Regions from separate parts of the Sus scrofa genome. Here region 1 is linked to region 2. A link is a contact called in public Hi-C data. All regions are on one chromosome and are shown on one strand. The core of a region is the stretch at or near the end of the contact, and the rest is flanking DNA. Distances in the headings are between cores, read along the strand shown.

The links. A called contact is a pair of places that touch in the nucleus more often than the background predicts.
Region 1: a Hi-C map of embryonic fibroblasts shows a contact between it and region 2, with 1.9 times the contacts expected there. The contact joins two enhancer-like sites. A contact is called at or near these places in 11 of 47 Hi-C or Micro-C datasets (embryonic fibroblasts, fetal heart ventricle, heart right ventricle and 4 more) and 2 of 2 datasets of contacts at active chromatin or transcription factors (alveolar macrophages and skeletal muscle).

What each region holds. Positions count from the first base shown.
Region 1 is chr7:39,068,301-39,071,000 of Sscrofa11.1, forward strand. No RefSeq gene overlaps it. Among named protein-coding and RNA genes, the nearest start is that of TMEM63B, 68 kb to the right of the region's middle. Within about 2 kb of position 1,366, at least 28 of the 83 cell types and tissues checked have an H3K27ac peak or open chromatin away from gene starts, as enhancers often do. A contact at or near this core is called in alveolar macrophages, embryonic fibroblasts and retroperitoneal adipose tissue, where this site is marked.
Region 2 is chr7:38,697,564-38,700,328 of Sscrofa11.1, forward strand. No RefSeq gene overlaps it. Among named protein-coding and RNA genes, the nearest start is that of MRPS18A, 41 kb to the left of the region's middle. Within about 2 kb of position 1,333, at least 26 of the 83 cell types and tissues checked have an H3K27ac peak or open chromatin away from gene starts, as enhancers often do. A contact at or near this core is called in alveolar macrophages, embryonic fibroblasts and retroperitoneal adipose tissue, where this site is marked.

The sequences.
Region 1 (2,700 bases), core at 116-2,615, 370 kb after region 2:
ACATGCCCACACTCTGCTGTGGGGAGAGGAGTGGAGACCCGAGATGGATGGAACCCATGGGAAGTAAGGCTTCCTGCTTCCCCCTGCACCCCCCAAACTCCCAAGGAGGGGCCTGAGAGCCCCTTGGGGAATGTCCCACCCCCAGAGAGACCTTAGCCCCATCTTGCCAAGTCCAAACTCTCAATCACTCTTAGACCGAGGGAGGGTTGGGGTTGGGGAGAAGGAAGAGGCCAACATCTTCATAGAATTACTTGGGGTGACCAACTCACAAATACCAATTATACCTCAATGTAAGTACTATGACATTACACCCATGGGGAAACAGAGGCTCAGAGAGGTTGTATAACTTTCCCACAACCACACAGCTGGTAAGGACAGAGTCAGGATTCGAACCATGGGGCCAAAGCAGGTCCAACAGAACCCAGCAGGAGCAGGGACAGGACTGGGCAATATTCAGCCTCCCGCCTCACGGGAATGAAGGCTTTGAGGTCTGACAGACGCGGGTTCAAGGCTGGGAGCCGCATGCTCTTGGCCAAGTGAAGTCCCTCTCTGGGCCAACTTTTCTCATCCATTAAATGGACACAGCGATGCCACGAGGAAAGACACAGTGCTATCTCCCCACACACCCCCACCTCACAGAGCTCAGGCTGTCCTTCCATCGAGCAACTAGAATGTCCCCTGTCTGGTCTGTGGAAGCCCACCAGCCCAGGCACCCTTGAGCCAAACCCACAGAGCCACTCCAGCCCCTGGCACTTGGGCTCTGCTGCAAGTCACTCACTTATCCAGCCAGGCAACCCCAATGGCATGGCTGGCTCCGCTCGAGCACTGTCGTCATTTACCTCCCGGAGGCTATTGGGTTCTTCCTGTCTTCTCTCCCCAAGACTGTGAGCACCTGCAGGGGGCGCTGAGGACAACGGGCTGAGGGCAGAGGCGCGGCTCCCCATCAGATCAGAGTATCTGAAGGAAGACAGGAGAAGTGTTACATCAGACACCCCAAGCAGAGGCTGAGCAAGCCACGCCATCCAGGCTACCTGGCTGGGGAACATGCGTGGTTGGATCCTGCCCGTGTTTCCAGACTGCCACCCAGGAGCTGTGTGCCCCTGAGCAGGTCTCTCGCCCTCTCTGAGCCCGATTCCTCACTTGCCAAGTGGAGACCACATTCCCCACGCACATCCCAGGCTCGTGAAGTTACAAGGAAGCCACGTGGGTGACACACTCCTTCCTCATAATCTCTGCTAGTGGATTAGGAGCAGAGTCTGCGTGTGTGGGCAGGGAGGGGGCCGTGCTGACGGGGAGGACAAGGGAGACAGGCACAGACGTCAGAGAAGCAGAGAAGCAGAGAACCAGAGGGGTTTCCCCATCATGATGTGCGGCCTGAGGCTGCTCCGGCAGAGGAAGAAAGGCTGAGGTGCTGAGTCACGGGCCAGGCTGGAGCTGCTGGGAATCTGCTCCCTTCCCAGCCACTGAGAGTGAAATGACCACAGGAGGGACCACAGGAGACACAGGGAAGCCTCAATGAATGGGGCGGTGGCCCAATACGATGGGAAGGGAATTGTGGCAGACGCTGGGGGAGGCAGCCTGAGGGTGAGACTCAGCTCTGACTTGACCGGGACCCCGGGGGTGACAGAGACCCGCAGCCCTGACCTCGGGGAGCCCCAGTCTTATGGGGAGAGAGAGGAAGTCAGCCTTCAGGGAACTCCTGATCTGTTGGGGAAGTGGTGCTGACGTCTGCCGCAGGGAGTTACCGTGTGATGGGCAGACTCAGCCCCTGTCCTTGGGGAGCCCCAGCTACGTCTGAGGGACCACTGTTCCTGTCTTCCTTCGGACCCTCTAATCTGGTGGGGCAGACGTGGCCTCTGCCCTCTGTCTTAGCATTCCAGCTTCAGCGAAGGTGTGCAGGCACAGGTGAACCCGCGGTGCAGAGGCCCTGCTCTTACCCTGGGGACCACCTGCCTGATCGGGGGAGATAACAGCTCGCAGTAGGGAGAGAGTCCTTGGTCCCGCCCAGGGCAAGGGGTCCTCCCCAGAAGTGCTTCCAAGCTCCTGGACACAGAGGGCGGAGGGAGACACGAGTGCTACCACATCTGGTCTGGAGTGGCTGGGCTCGCTGCCCCAAACAGCTGGGCCACATCTGGCTTCCAGACACCCACCTCTTTCTCAGTGATTCACTCCGCCCCCCGTGTCTGCCAAGATGGGGTGATGTGGGCTGCACTCGCTTCCCACACGCATGCGCCACCCAAACCTGAGGCAGGGCTGGGGGCAGTGAGCACCTGTTCTTGTCCTGGCTCTCATGTCCCTTTGCCACTGTTGTCGGGGTGAGGGGTGTCCAAGGTCACCCTTGATTCACCGTGACTCGGTCGCCCTGCCTGGAACTCTCACACTCTGGCTACACAGACTTTATGCATGATGGTGAGCGGCCCTGGAGTCAGCACGGAGGAGGCTGCAGAGCCAGCCTGGCGTGCCCAATGCTCCAACCAACCCTCCCTGGGGAAGGAAAGCTCCCGGAGAGCAGAGAATGGGGCTGGGGGGACAAGCAACTCCAGGGAGGGAGCAAGTAGGGAACACATGTCATTTCCCCACCAAACGGGGCTCCCTGAGTCAGGGCTGTGCCTCCCCTCAGACTGGGGCTCTCTGAGTCAGGGCTGCGTCTCCCTCTCAGACCGGGATTCCCTGAGGGCATGGCTATGTCCCCCCTCAGAC
Region 2 (2,765 bases), core at 83-2,582:
CTACATAGGGGAGGGGTGATTTTGGGCAGAGCCAGCAGGGGTCACTGCAGATCTAAGTAACCTCAGGGAGGTGGCCAGGCCACCCAAGGGCCCTCTCCCATTACTACCTGCTTTGGAAACTGTCATCCAAGGGATGCAGGGCTTGGGCCAGCTCTACACAGAGGTTGAGGTTTGACTCTTGCGGTCTCTCCCTCTCCCTAGGGAGTCTGCCCTCGCTGCTCTCCGGGCTCGGCCATCTCTCCTCTGGTGGCGCCCTGCATGCTTGACTGTGTGTTGGCTCTCTGCCTCATGGGACCCTGAGTGCCCGCAGTATCTAGAAAGTGTCTTTCATGATGCTTCCCCATAAGGAGCTCTGAGACCAAATGTATTTCCTTGTCTCATTCCTCCTCTCAGAGGCTCGTGGCCCAGACAAGCCTCTTGGAGGCTCAGAGTGGTCCTGCAGGAAGAAAACCCATCACTTTGTTTAGCCCAGGCTTCCTTTGCTGGTCGGAGCCCTTTGACCTCAACATGCTTAGGGAAATGCAGGTTTAAGGCCTCCGCCCGAGTGGAGGGCAAACGTCCAGGGGGGAGGTTCATGCGTCAAGCCCATCCCCCGCTTCTATTGCAAAGTAATATGTAACACATGTTTGTTGCAGAGAAAAAGAAAAAAAAAGTGCAAATAAGAAAATTACCTCCCCCAACTCCCATCTCCTGCTTTTTAGAGCCCCTTCAAAAAGCTCTGGCCTCTATCCTCCCTCTTCCTGAGAGGGTGGGGGGAGGTGACCAAGGGATTCCTCTCCAGGCACATCCATTTCTATGGAGGGGGGACGCCCTATCAGAGAAGGGCCCTTGTAGAGGACATGGCGTGCAGCCCCTCTGTCTCTGCCCTGTGTAATTCCTGCCTTTCCTTCTCATAGACATTCCCAGGGCAAAGGAGGCCTTGGGTGGTGGTTCAGAGGGTCTCAAGGGGCTCGAAGGAAAGGGTGTCTGGATCATGAGGGTGGACGGAGATTCTTCCTTGATGGGTGCGGAAACAGGCTCTGAGAGGGGACCTGATGTCCTGGGGTTTCACTGGGAGCCGTGGTGGAGCCCGCGGAGTCCTGGCTCCTGGCCTGGCGCCCTCCCACCTCTCCCTCAGCTCTCCATGCCAGGAGTTTGTCGAGGGGCCCGTGCCCTCCGTGCAAGGCTGTGGTTTCTTTCCTCTGTGGGACTGTCGGGCCACCCGGGGTGTGTGGGTGCCGTGCGCGCGCACCACCGTTGTGTAACAAGCTCTGGGGCGGTGCACGGGCTCGGTAACCTGATGCGACAGGGAAGTTGCGGTCCCGTGAGCGGGGGTGTGGGCGCTCGACTGCGGCCAAAACCACAAGAAGTATTTGGCTTGTGGCTGCGGAGGCTGGGCATGGGGGTTCGCAGACTTGTCTACGTCAGGCTTGTCCATCCCGGGGTGCCCACATCCTGGTTCCTGTGGGCACGAGTCTGGAAATGGGGCTGCCTGGTCAGCTGATGCTGGGGGGTGGGGAGGGGTTTAGTGCGGAGGTTCGGGGCCTCGCCCGATCCTCGGCCTGTTTGCCAGGATGCCTGCTGTAATGGGGGTGGGGCAGGTGGCGCTTGCTCCCTGTAGTTCCATCTTTTCTGTGGCTTCCTGGTTTTCATCACCCTCCAGCCCCAAATCCGCCCTCACTTCAGTTCCAGGTCATTCTACACAACAACATCTGTCTCACTCCCACTGCCCTCCTGTGTCCCCCCACCCCCATAGCCTTTTCTCCACACTCCCTGCTCCCCGTTGAGGAGAAGCAGAATGGGGGAGGATAAAAAGAACAGCAGCTTTATGGCCAGGCCAGATTTTAACCACGGCTGCCTTTTCCAAACTGAGAGACCCAGAGTGATCTGTGTTTTCCCTCAGCTTTCTGGGGCTCATCCGAAAGCTGGGGGCTGTGAAACGTCTACCATAGAGCAATTGGAAGGGAGCCTGAGATCAAGGATGGGACCCCAAGAATGGAAGCTGCTGTTTCCTTCAATTTCACATGGACTGAGCATCTGGGTACCCTTGCCTCCGGCATCTCCATTGCCAGATGGGCCGACGTGGAGACTCAGAGGCCCTGAAAGGGGATGGTCAGTGAGAGCGGGTACTAACCCACCTGCCCCGTGCCTGGGGAGGCCCTCAGTGGACACCTGTGAACCTTCCCTCCTTTCTCGTCCTACCGAGAGGTGAGGCATCGTTGTTTCTCCTGCTCCCTCCCACCCGTCCCAGTTCCTTAGAGAGGCAACATCTGTGGGGGTGGCCCGTGGGCTGCAGGGCTAGGAGGAGGGAGGAAGAACATCTGTGTTCGGTATACTTACCTTCCCTGACTGGGCAGCACCTGGCTCCCCAGGGCTCCTCTCCGGGGCTTTGGGAATGCCTACATCATATCACTTTATCCTGTACTGACTGCCTGGTGTTTTGATGATCTGTTTATGCATCTATTTATTGCCTTTTTTTTTTTTTTTTTCTTTTTAGGGCTGCATCTGCAGCATATGGAAGTTCCTAGCCTAGGTGTCAAATCAGAGCTGCAGTTGCCAGCCTATGCCACAGCCATAGCACTGCAGGATCTTAGCCCAGCTGTGACCAACACCACAGCTCACAGCAATGCCAGATCATTAACCCACTGAGTGAGGACAGGGATCGAACCTGCATCCTCATGATACAAGTAGGGTTCTTAACTCACTGAGCCCCAGCGGGAACTCCCTAGGCATCTATTTAAAAAATATAGTAGATTGGAGTTCCTGTTGTGGTTCAGTGGGTTAAG